Regions from separate parts of the Mus musculus genome. Here regions 1 and 2 are each linked to region 3. The links are chromatin contacts, called in public promoter capture Hi-C maps. All regions are on one chromosome and are shown on one strand. Each heading gives the region's core, a stretch centred on a gene start, on an enhancer-like site or on the middle of the called end of the contact. The rest is flanking DNA. Distances are from core to core; before and after follow the strand shown. Region 1 holds the start of Ncbp1 (nuclear cap binding protein subunit 1). Region 2 holds the start of Foxe1 (forkhead box E1). Region 3 holds the start of Tomm5 (translocase of outer mitochondrial membrane 5).

Region 1 (3,945 bases), core at 841-3,340, 1.0 Mb before region 3:
CAAACAAAAGAGTCTAAGACTGAGTTAGATTTGATACTTTCCATTTACCATAGCCCTTTCTGTGACTCTAAATAAACTACGGGAACTTTATTGATTAGCAACCTTGTAGTATCTCTGTGAATCCCCAATCATATAGTCCTAACAGAAATGTTCAAGTGGCCCAGTGAGGTAAGAGGCTCATCTAAACTCCCCGGTCTCACAACTTCTACCCTCACTTTCTCTCTTCTACCAACAATGACCTCCTTGCTGTCTGTTCTCTAACACGACAGAAATGTTCTAACCTTAACTCACGGTTTCCTTTGGACCTCTGCTTCCTCCAAGCATCCACACGGCTCATCCTCACATCACTGAAGCCATAGGCCATCTGCAAGGAGGCCTTACCTAACCAGCTTCTCTCTCACTTTGGTCTCTACACCCTTTACCTCACATTATTCTCCACAACCCCGTGACCTTATAACGAATTGCACTATACCGCTGTGGGGTTTGTCTTAACCCAGGGGAGGGAGCCTCCACTGTTCTACTGCCTCCTACTCCACTGCAAGCACAGAAGCTAGGAAACTGTTTAGCAAGTCGGCACTCCTGATGTATTAGGACATTCTCTCAGGTACTACTGGCAGAAACCTGGGGCTCCACTATATGGGATTCGCTTGGTTGTCTTAACATTCCAAGGGAGGAAGCTAACCCAATTAAACTTGGGGGAGGGAGGGCTTTTTTTCTCAACGATGTCAGCATTTATCTGTGTGTATCACCTCTGAGACATTAGCAGTTGACAAAATAAACATCATCATGAACTACTGGTGAGCACAATATCTCATTTAGCCCCCCGTAGAAACCAAATGGCTTAGTATTATCCACAGTCCACGCTTAGGTTTAAGAAGTCATATGACCCTGACAAGATCACATAGTAAATAATCGAGATGTCGAGCTTCGAACCTAAACCCTTCGGTTCTAAAGTTTTTTCTTGCCTTAACCCTTTGGACCTAACACTAACAGCTCCAAGTGTGTTCTTGAAAGGCAATAATGGTGCAACAAAACAAAATTTATGGCAACACAACGACGTCCTTGCCGGCGACCATCAAAACTGACATGAGAATTAATAATCTGCTCGGGTTTTCCTGCACTTTCTTATAAGGGAAATATGCTTAAAGCCAATCCAACAAAACACCCCGTGCCTGTTTATTAGTGACCTCTGGGGTGTTGGTATTCTTTTTTTGAAGCCTAAAAGAGGGGAATCAGCGGGTGGCAGGTGGAGGAGAAGGGCTCAGATTGCAATACATCCGACCTCTGTCATAGCTTTGTTCTTTTCCTGTCTTCCCAGGGTCCTTTCCAAGTACACCCTGGAGGGCTAAAAGGAAAACACTGGTCCACTAGATATATCTCCTCCACTAAGTGATCCTAAGAGGCAGCAGCAGACAGACACACGTGCGGTTTCCATGATCAGTAGTGAGGGATTAAGTCCTCAGTGTCGCGGGACCCCAGGTCGGATTTGCTCACGGGATTCACCAGGCCTTCCTTTCCCATGACTGAAGGAGATGGGGTAGCAGGGAGGCCGTCGCTTTCCCGAAGCCACTATCCACAACCGAGCCAGCAGCCTCCCTTTGGGGCTCCCCGAGCCCTCCCGGGGAGAAAGGATTCCTATCCGTTCCCGGGAGACTGAAGGCGAGCCCGGCCTCGGTTCTCACCCGGACGCAGTGGCCAGGCCGAGAGCACTTACCATCGTTCTCGTAGCTGTGCCGCCTCCGCGACATGCTGCTTGCTGGTGCGCAGCCGATCTGAGTTGCTAGCCGCCTGCAACCCCAGAACCGTCGGGCTGCCGGCCGGCCGGTGCGCGGTCAGCGGCGAGGCGCGCGGACTGAGCGGCGCGCAGGCGCACTCGCTTACGACGCCTGCCGGAAGCGCGTGCAGAGGGGCACCGGATGGGCTCCGCAGTGGAAGGCCGGCGTCTGCAAGTCCAATTGCGGCCGCCTCCTCCGGCTTTCCACCCCGGGCCCTTCTGGACAGCGAGCTAAATTATCCGGGCCGCAGCGATCCCGCCTCGGCTTTATACAGGCCCGGCGGGATTTTCCCGGCGGCCCCTGCGCCGACGACTTAGGAGACTTCCGGAGAAAGGTGACGGCTCAGGGACTCTCTGCGCACGCGCGCGCCGGGGGGCGTGGGCTCGAGGGCGGGGAGCAGCGCCAAGTTGGTGAAGGGAGACCCAGGAAAGGCCTAGGGTTTGCGGGTAGGTGTTCTCTCTTTCTCTCTCGCCATCCCGCTGTAGACGCCTCGGGAGACCTGAGCGGGGAGGAGGGCAAGCCACTTTCAGCGGTAGGGAATCCAGGCCCGTCCGGCTGAATCTGCTCACTGTAGTCCTACTGCCTACTTCTCCCAGCTGACGGACGCCCCAGCTACTGATCGGTGTGGTTCCAATTGTTCTATTCCTCTGCACGTGTACAGTATGTGGACGTCCTCTGCCCTGTGATGGACACCAAACTGTCTTGTCCATGGTCTAGCCCAAACTTTTCCTTCAGTCTTACCTGTTACAGTAAATGGCCGTTTCGGTAGTTTGCTTAAATCCAAGAATTTAGGGAGGAGTCATTAGCTCCTTCACTTCCTGTGTTACAGTTTATCCACTAACACTGCCTGCTATACTCTGAGAGCAAGTCTAGTCAAACTTATTTACTATGCTTAAAACTCTTCACAGACTTAAAGCAATATTTTATGTATTTGTAAGTCTGTACATCATCCTGGAACTGGAGTTTCAGACTCTCTGTGAGCAAGGAGGAGAGTGCGCGGGAGCGGGGTGGGGGTGCTGAATCCCGGGTCTTCTGCTAGAGCAGTAAGCACTCTTAACCAGTGAGCCATCTTGCCATCTTTCCGGCTCTACTTCTCTTTGTTTATTTTAAAGATTATCGTTTTTCTATTCTTTTCATTTATTTATTCGTACATGCAAGCAATCCATCTTTCCAGGAATTTCCACTGCGAATTCCAAACTATGGCTTCTTGGGTTCTGTTCCCGTCATTGTGTGTAAACCACCATGTTCTTCTGCTAAAGTCCAGCTTGTTCACATTTTAGGAATCAAGACTTATTTTCTTTATCTGTTGGTCTCTGCTCTGAAATTTACATGACTAACTGTCAGGGACCTACAGAGTTATTTCTCTGACTCCTCAACTCTTGCTTTATTTCATTCAGCAAGTACTATATTGTATTAATTAACATTTGTCACCGTCTGTACATGGGACAACGAGACGGTGTTCAGGATACTGAAGCCCTAAGTGACCCTCTCAGGAATGATCACAGGTACTGTAGTCTGACGGACTTAATAGCAAAGGGCGAGTGGTACAAATTATCACTCATCCTTTGCTATTGAGGACAGATTATCCAGAGTAAGACTTTGGAAGAGTCCTCCAAGAAAGGATTTTAATATATTCTCATCTGGCTCCAGTTGCCTGAAATGAGCCAATTCGAGCCAGATGAGAATATATTAAAAATGGGTTTATTGGGAATCTGCTCTCAGGTGAGTTCACTGACCGCTACCAGGATTGAGACCAGGGAAGTCACTATGGGGATGGGGGTGGAGGAGGGAAGAACACAGGAGCAAAGAAAGAAGGGAAGGAGGCCCAACAAGGAGGCCAAAAGGTCTGGATTGTATAGAGAGGAGCCTCTGGGGGAAGGTTCAGGGTTGGGACAGGGTATACCAGATAGGGACTATGGGATACTGGGAGAACCTGAAGACCATGTCTGCTTTGATATGTAAAATATGCACCTTGGTCCAAGGTTAGAAACCAAACCTTAACCATTACTAAATCAGATAAGAAGTGAGTGTAGTTCAAAGTGGATTGCTGACTTTCAAAGGATGGCAAAGCATTGGGCCTGGTATAGTGGCCCCGAATTCTAGAAGTAGAGGCAAGGGGAATCTTAAATTTAGGATTACTAGAACCTCAAGGCCAGCCCCTACTATATAG
Region 2 (4,288 bases), core at 1,200-3,699, 1.2 Mb before region 3:
TTTACCAATGATCTGATCCCATTCCTGGATGGCCTTTGGACATTAGTGGCTACTGGGAAGCCCTGGGTGGCTCACCAATGCTGCCAAATATGGAAGGTAGGCACCTAAGTTAATGGGAGGGGGTTTAAAAATAAGAGGGTAGAATCACACAGTTCTGTATGGCAGACTAAAAATTCAGGTGTTGGGGCTGGATCACACCGAAGAATTCTCAGTTATGATTGAGACCCAGGCTTGTGATTCTCCGAGACAGAGAAAACTAGCCCAGCTGAACCGAACTATTTCTTTTTAAAAGCAAACAATTTTGCAAACTTGTTCTCATTTGAATTATAAAGACACTGTCCGAGCCTTTTATTGGGTACGATAGTCAAAAGTACAAGACGCGAGCATGTAAAAAGCCCGAGTTTGGCGTGGCATAGCACACGGTGAAGCCTTACGACTCCACCACAGTTCGGGATCCTAGATTCTGGCGTACATAGCTCTGCAACTCTCCACCCTTTACAGCCTAGGGCCCTCCCTAGTAGAACTGCAGAAAGTCATGCTCTTTGGAGTTTCGCGTCATCGAGGGTCCTTTGTGTCAGGCCAAACGCGGCCGTGGCCTCCCTACGTCCGCCCACGTCCAAATCGGGGCTGTGAACAGTGCAAGACACCGAGCCTCCACGGCCCTCAGGGGGCCTCGCACGTGAGTCTCAGTACAATACACGTTTTAGTCCTGTCCGCCGGTCTCGGGGGATTTACATCTTTCAGAACGTCCTGGAGTTAGTGAGGTTTCGTGCCTACCCGGGCTCACATGGCAGACACGAACCGATCCACCGCGCCGGGGTAGGCGGTGGCGTGGCGGGAGTGGTAGGCACCGCCACCACCGGCTCCGAGTTGCCCACCGGGATTGTAGCAGGGTCCCAGCGCCGCTCCGAACTGGCCCGGCGACGTGCGCCCGTAGAAGTCCACCGTGGCCTCCACGCCGCCGCTGCCGCCTCCCGCGGGGGGCGAGGCCGGTCCGGCCAGGCGGCCCGCAGCAGCGGCGAAGAGCGCACTGCTCGCTCCTTGCGGGTACGCGCCGTCGGGGCCCGCGTAGGCGGCGGCATAGGCGGCGGGGTTGACCGGCCGCGCTCCGGTGCACACCGCCGGCTGGAAGCTCCCGGTGCCCGCCGCGCCCGCCGCAGCCGCGAAGGCGCACGAGCCGCCGGCCGCTGACGGCGCGGGGCCCAGATCGGGGCTGAGCGGCCGCTCGGGAACCAAGCCGAAGACCCGGCAGGGCCCCGGCGACGCGGCGGGGTAGTAGACCGGCGGAGGCGCGGCGAGTGGCGGCGCGTAGCCCGCATAGACGGCGCCCGGGTAAGCCGGCCTTGCGGCAGGCACGGCGCCCGGGAAGATGGCGGCAGCGGCAGCGGCGGCGGCAGCGGCTGCATCGTGCATGTAGGCCGGGTAGGTGGACAGGTCCGAGCGCTTGAAGCGCTTGCGGCGGCGCAGGAAGCTGCCGCTTTCGAACATGTCCTCGGCGTTGGGGTCGAGCGCCCAGTAATTGCCCTTGCCCGGGCGGCCCGCCTCGCGCGGGATCTTGAGGAAGCAGTCGTTGAGGGTGAGGTTGTGGCGGATGCTGTTCTGCCACTTCTTGGGGTTGTCGCGGTAGAACGGGAAGCGCTCGGTGATGAACTTGTAGATGCCGCCCAGAGTCAGGCGGCGCTCGGGCGCGTGCGCGATGGCCATAGCGATGAGCGCGATGTAGCTGTAGGGCGGCTTCCCCCGCTGCAGGGGGCGCTTGCGTCGCCGTCCTCCCGCGCCGCGACCCGCAGCCTCCGCCGGGACCCCCGCGCCCGCCGCCGCCGCCTCACCGCGCTCTTCCTTCACGGCCGCCAGCGTCTCGGGCTGCGGCGGGGGAGGCGGCGCGCTCTCGGCCGTCATGGCGCCGCGGTCCCTCCCCCCCGTACCCCCCGTCGTCTTCAGCTGTAGACGACCGCTCTGGCCGCAATCCCGATCCCACGGGAGCCGACGCCGGGGCTTTGCAGCGGGCACCGAGAGCGCTGAGGGCAGGGAACTTCGGGGTCTGGAGCGCTGAGTCCACCGACGGCTCCTGTGGGGCACCGGCCAGAGGATCCTTGGCGCTCTGGTGCCAGGCGATCAAGGGGTCCGGACGTGGCTCGAAGGCCGGGGTGGCGGCAGCTGTTTGGGAGTCCCTGCGGGTCTGAGGATGACCGTCGAGGCGGTGCGCGTAGAGGAGGCTGCAGGCTGGGGTCTCGTGCCAGGGCCTTCAGTGGGGGCACCGTACACCCCTGCAGGGGCCGCCCATGCCGCACCCCTACGGTGGAAGGTACAACCCAAGCGGAGGGCAGAGAGGCGAGACGGGCGAGCGGGCCGGGCCAGGTGGCGAGCAAGTGCTCCGTTCTGCGGCTCTGAACTCCAGCACGGAGTCCGGCCGGCGAGGCGCTCTCCTGCACACACCTGGGCCAGCTCCTCCCTCCGCTGGCTTCTCCTCCTTAAAGGCGCCAGCAAACGCGGGGCGTAGCCGCTTCCCTGCCCGCCCCCCCCCACTCCCCCCTTCCCCACCCCCGCGACGGGCACACCTCCCCAGGTAGCGGCTGGAGTCCCAAAACGTCAGAGCGGGGAGGGCGCCTGGAGATTCGGGGGCTGGCCCCCTCTGCGCGCCAAGCGGGAGACTGAGACTCCAGGAGCTCGGCCCAGCGCTCCTGAATCGGTCTTTGCGGAAAAGTTGTGTCTCACGTGGAAAGAGGGCTCATGGCATTTTCTTGTTCAGAGAGGGTAAGAACTGGACTAAAGTGGGGCGCGTTTAATTCTTGGGATGCCTTCCAAATCCAGGTTTAGGCTACCTGGCCCAATCTCTGGTGCAATTCATTTTCAGACAAGGATTCCCAGGTCTACAGCAACTTTGCTGCCCTCCGGTGCCTGCAGCCTGCGTCTGTTTTAGAGTAAGCTTTTCAGTTCGTGGTGAGGTAGTGCCACAGGGAGTCGCTTTACCAGGTTCCTGGTCTGTCCCGAAGTTTTGTATCTCAAGAGGTGTTTAGGGAAAGCCTCCTCGCCGCATCAGGGTCCTTAGGTGGCTTGGGACCCTTTTCTATATGCAGGAGAATGCCTGGTTAGCGAAGACTTGGCTCCTGCTGTCTGCAGTCGCCGCCTCTCAACCCCTCCACTACCACGGGGCCAGAGAGGGCCAGCCGCCTCTAGAGGTCTGAGTGAAGACTTGGGAGAGGATGCTGCAGTCAGTGCACAACTCTACTGGTGTATGCGTGTGTGTGCGTGCGTGCGTGCGCGCGCGCGCGCGCGCGCGTGTGTGTGTGTGTGTGTGTGTGTGTGTGTGTGTGTGTAGACTGTTCCAAAATGTCCGATTTCTGCCTTCCTCTGGCAGGATTCGGTGCTAGAGAGGGACTCCCAGCGGCGCAGCCCCACCTGCCTGGTTCGCTTTCTGGCCACTTTTGGAACTGGTTACGTTAGATTCCCAACTCAGGAATCTAAGATTTGGTTCTTAAGATCCTCACGGTGAAGCCAGTACCTTTCCTGAGCATGGGAATTGTGTAAGGAGCCGGACTGGAAAGAGACACACTGTGGAGGGTTCAGGTCTAACGTGGGTGGCCCAGCCTTCTGGTTTTATTGCGTTCTTCTTCAGTGAGCACTGGGTGGCTGCCTTTGAAAGAAAGAGGCAGAGAGCACAGATCCTCTCTCCTGCAGTCGACCTTGCTTGAAGACCTTCCCCAGCTCCTTGAATGCAGAGGGGCTTCCTGCTTGCTGCGGCCCCTCGCTCCTAAAGAAGCCAGGGGAAGCTAGATTTCTCACGTTTCTTTCCCCCCAGAGTAAACTTTAAGCCAATTATACGATTAGGAACGTCTGTGGTTCTCCATATTCCAAGATTTGTATTTCCAGATTTTAAATTCTGAGCGGTTATCTCAGTGTGAATCCCTACATTCTTGTGTCTATACAAATCTTCTAAGCGTCTAAAAGGCTGTAAATGGGCATTCAAGGTGGCTCGGCCTGTGCCGGCGCTTTCCACAAAGCCAAGGACTGAGAATGTCTCCTGGTAGTCCTCTGACTACTACAAAAGGTGTGCGTGTGTGCCTGCCGCCACGTCTTGTGCAACACACACACACACACACACACGCTCACACACACACGCTCACACACACACTAAATGTAAAAAATAAAAAGCCACTATGTACAGATGTTAGAACTACGGCTTTATGCCTGGAACTTGCTGCTCTATTGGAAGCTGCTTCTTTCTTTGAATTTTTTTTCTTTTCTACACTCTCAAGCATGTGTTATTTAATGTGAATTCCGATCCTAG
Region 3 (3,924 bases), core at 585-3,084:
CAAGTATTATTCTTTTGTTTGTTTGTTTGTTTGTTTGTTTGTTTTTCGAGACAGGGTTTCTCTGTGTAGCCCTGGCTGTCCTGGCACTCAATTTGTAGACCAGGCTGGCCTCGAACTCAGAAATCTGCCTGCCTCTGCCTCCCGAGTGCTGGGATTAAAGGCGTGTGCCACCACGCCCGGCTTCAAGTATTATTCTTTTTTTTTTAAGATTTATTTATTTATTATATGTAAGTACATTGTAGCTGTCTTCAGACACTCCAGAAGAGGGAGTCAGATCTCCTTATGGATGGTTGTGAGCCACCATGTGGTTGCTGGGATTTGAACTCCCGATCTTCAGAAGAGCAGTCGGGTGCTCTTACCCACTGAGCCATCTCACCAGCCCTCAAGTATTATTCTTATTTAACCCCAAATTCATTGTTGTTATACAGTGTGCCTGCAAAAAGAGACGTTCTGATATTGGATTATGTGAAAAATTCAGTTGTCCCATTCATGTCTGAAAACTCTAACTTGATTTTCTCTCATCTGTCCAGTGTTGATCAGTTTTGATCTGGGCTCATACTTGCTGTAGTCCAAGATCTTCATTAGAATATTTAAAGATCAGTTACCTCCAAAAAATGAGTGTACAGAAAAAAAATGTGGGAAATGTTAGAATTTCAGTGTCTGGGACACTAGCAGTCTGAGCTCACTAGCTGAGGGTGATAACCTTGACCTCTGTTTTTTGTTTGTGTTTGTTTATCTTGGGATTGTTTGTTTGTTTCAGATTGTCCTTGTAATTACTTTGTAACCCAGGCTGCCCCTAACCTTGCAGTAATTCTTTTGCCTCTGTCTTCTGAGGGCTGAAATTACAGGTGTGAGACACTGTTTCCACCTTGACCTTGAACTCATTCGTTTGTTTGTCTGGAGACAGGATTTTTCTGTGTCACCCTGGCTGTCCTGGAACTCACTCTGTAGACCTGGCTGGCCTTGAACTCAAAGATCTGCCTGCCTGTGTCTCCCAAGTGCTTGAGCCAGCACTGCCCTGACCTTCAACTCTTGACCCCTTTTTTCCAGCAGCCCAGTGCTGGGAACACAGGTGTGTGCAGCACTGTGCTGGCTAGTTTTTGTCAACTTGACACCTAGGAAGCGAAAACCTCAATTGAGGAATTGCCTCCACCAGATTGTCCTATTGGTGAATTTGAGGGTCATTGTGTGACTACTAGTTGATGGAGGAAGGCTTAGCCCACTGTGGGCAATGCCACCCGGCAGGTGGTCCTAACCAATAAAAGTAAGTTAGCTGGTTGAGGCCAGCTAGCCAGTAAAGACAACGTCTCCGCTTGGTTTCAGTTCCCTCCTCTAGGTTCCAGCTTGAACTCCAGTGCTGGCCTCCCTGGATAACGTTAACAGGTTAGGTGAAACACTTTCCTTCCTAAGTTATTTTGGTGGTGTTTATCACAACAGCAACACTATCCAGGGCTTCATGCATCCTAAGAAAACGATTTGGCAAACGAACTTCATTCCCAACTAAGTTGTTTTAAATTTCAAACCTAGGAAGGACAGACTAAAATGTGCATTTCACGAAGTACTGTCTTAGATTCTTCATAAATGTTATTATTATTTATAATGATATTTTTGCACACACCTCCCTACTTTACAGCATAAAACAACTTTACAGGTGGCACTCTCCCGGCTAGGGACCAAAACACAGTCCAGATCCACCCAAGGCTCAGAGACTTAAGGCGGCGGCCGCCCCCTTCAGGTCTCTTTGCTTCAGACACAAGAAGACAGGATGAAATTTTCCCCTCACAGGTTCCCGTCACAGGACAGAAACAAGGGGTGGGACAGGAAGTGGAGCCTGGCTAAGTTCCGGGTGCAGGGCGGCCACTGGAGGAGAGCAAGCTGCTGCTCTCGCAAGCTTTGGAGGCAGAGCCGCCGCAATGTTCCGGATCGAGGGTCTCGCGCCCAAGTTGGACCCGGAGGAGATGAAGCGGAAGATGCGTGAGGATGTGGTCTCCTCCATTCGGAACTTCCTCATCTACGTGGCCCTGCTGCGAGTCAGTGAGTGTCCTTCTGGGCTGTGACCGTGAGGCCACGCGTCCACACCCAACCCTGCACGCGGTCGTGGGGCCTTGAGCTGAGCATCCTGGGGAGAGTGGGGTGCTTGCACGTCCAGGACTGCCCAACTGCGCACACTCTGGGGGTCTGCGGGTCCTGGGGATGTGCCCAGTGCACGTGGTGGCGGAGGACGCGTGGTTAAGTCACCTTTGCTCGCCCAACGTTTGTGCTTAAGAAGCTCCCACGTGTTATCCTCGGAGCAATACCCTCGTTTTGCAAACCTAGAAACGGTCCCCGGAAGGTGGCTGACCCAAGGTCATTTGGCCGTTCAGAGAACGAATACAATTCCGGCTGAGCTCTTAATAAGGTAGCAGGCGCTTTCTCTCTCTGCTTGCCTTTGAAGTACAAGAGATTAGCTTTCTTTATGTTTGTTTGTACAGAGGGTGAAGTAAATAATTGGTTTTTCTTGGAGAATCTCTGAAGCGTTTGATCTCAACATTAACAAAAGTTGCTTGATCTGTGCCACCTCACCCCAAGTGAGAGCTTGAGTTCATAGGACACATACTCAAGGTTAAAGCCATACTGTCAATTTAAAAGTCAGGGGCTGGCTAGGTGGCTCACTGAGTTGCCTGAGCCGGATCCACACGTGGTGGCAGGAGAGAACCAGTTTCCAGAAGTTGTACTCTGACCTCCACACCTGTACCACTTCTTCCTATTGTCCAGTGCTTGCTTGCCTGTGGGAGTCTTCTGGGCAGGGAGAGGCAGGAGCGATTCAAATAATTGAAGAACATACCAACATTTTTAGAAGACTGGAGTTAAGGCCTCCCTCATTTGGGTGCCTCTTTTGCTGTACTCTCTGTATTGCTGGCTCCTCCAGGACAGGACATCTTGGGGGAAATGGAAGCACCCAAAACATCCTGCTTACCCTTTAAACTTTAGCTTTCCCATCCTTCTCTTATAGGCAAGAGCTCTCAAGGAAATGTTAGCTTAGTGCACTGATTTATTCTATTTAATGATTTTTATTTAGAACCGGGCATGGTAGCACACACTTTTAATCCCAGCACTCAGAAGGCAGAGGTAGGTGGATCTCAATGATTTTTTTTTTTTTTTTTTTTTTTAAAGACCAGCCTGGTCTGCAAATGGAGTTCCAGGACAGACAGGGCGGTTACACAGAGAAATCTGTCTTGAAACAAGAGACTTTTGTTATGTGTTTTTCTGCTTGTCTATATGTGAACCACGTGCCTGCAGTCCAGAAGGGGGCGTTGGAATCCCTGGAACTGGAGTCAAGCTGGCCATTAATTGTAAGCTGCCAGGGATGGCTGGATGGCTGGGCTGCTGGGATCTGAACTCAGGTCCTCCTGATTGACCGCAGACACTCTGAACTGCTGAGTCATCTCTATCTCAGCAACGCCACTTGGGTATTCCAGACAGCTCTGTGCACATCATTTATCACATCAGCACAGTAACTGGTGTGATCTGAAGGGCATAGGTGACAGAGTCATAGAGAAACCAGAGTAGGTGTCTGTTCCTCTGCTTGCCTTACACACACACACACACACACACACACACACACACACACACCTCCTAGCCCCTGTTCTCCCAGCATTGGTAATGAAGCCTAATGCCCATTTGATTCCTCTTGCATTTCGTCTTGTTTGGGTTAAAAAGGAATCTGCTCCACCTCCCACCCCCCTCAAGTATACCTTGGGGGTAAAGTCCTTGCCTGGCCCGTGCAAGACCTGGATTTAACTTCCTGTAGTGCAAAATAGGTCAAAGATGCCCACAGTGAAGGGCTGTTGGGGTTACGTACAGCCCTGGAGGAAAGATGCCGGAGTGTGAGGTTGCTTGCTCTTTGTGTGCGATGGTTATTGAGTGACATGGGGGTGGGCAGCT

What was found. Promoter capture Hi-C pulls out the DNA fragments that hold promoters and counts their contacts.
Region 1: a promoter capture Hi-C map of liver shows a contact between it and region 3, with 6 times the contacts expected there. The contact joins the promoter of Ncbp1 here to the promoter of Tomm5 in region 3. A contact is called at or near these places in 7 of 39 promoter capture datasets (3T3-L1-derived adipocytes, the C10 cell line, embryonic stem cells and 4 more), 1 of 484 Hi-C or Micro-C datasets (pro-B cells), 5 of 115 datasets of contacts at active chromatin or transcription factors (astrocytes, embryonic forebrain, embryonic stem cells and 2 more) and 1 of 9 other capture datasets (embryonic stem cells).
Region 2: a contact with region 3 is called in a promoter capture Hi-C map of stem cell-derived epiblast-like cells, with 2.9 times the contacts expected there. The contact joins the promoter of Foxe1 here to the promoter of Tomm5 in region 3. A contact is called at or near these places in 2 of 39 promoter capture datasets (liver and stem cell-derived epiblast-like cells) and 1 of 115 datasets of contacts at active chromatin or transcription factors (embryonic stem cells).

Annotation. Positions count from the first base shown.
Region 1 is chr4:46,136,656-46,140,600 of GRCm38.p6, reverse strand. It overlaps Ncbp1 (nuclear cap binding protein subunit 1), which reads right to left and starts at 2,090. Exons shown (of 23, transcript NM_001033201.3): 1 at 1,715-2,090. The coding sequence starts at 1,748. It overlaps Tstd2 (thiosulfate sulfurtransferase (rhodanese)-like domain containing 2), which reads left to right and starts at 2,126. Exons shown (of 10, transcript NM_173033.3): 1 at 2,126-2,221.
Region 2 is chr4:46,341,805-46,346,092 of GRCm38.p6, reverse strand. It overlaps Foxe1 (forkhead box E1), which reads right to left and starts at 2,449. Exons shown (of 1, transcript NM_183298.2): 1 at 319-2,449. The coding sequence starts at 1,899. The coding sequence ends at 784. It overlaps Gm12446 (predicted gene 12446), which reads left to right and starts at 2,612. Exons shown (of 6, transcript NR_165272.1): 1 at 2,612-2,754.
Region 3 is chr4:45,106,023-45,109,946 of GRCm38.p6, reverse strand. It overlaps Tomm5 (translocase of outer mitochondrial membrane 5), which reads left to right and starts at 1,834. Exons shown (of 2, transcript NM_001099675.1): 1 at 1,834-2,034. The coding sequence starts at 1,914.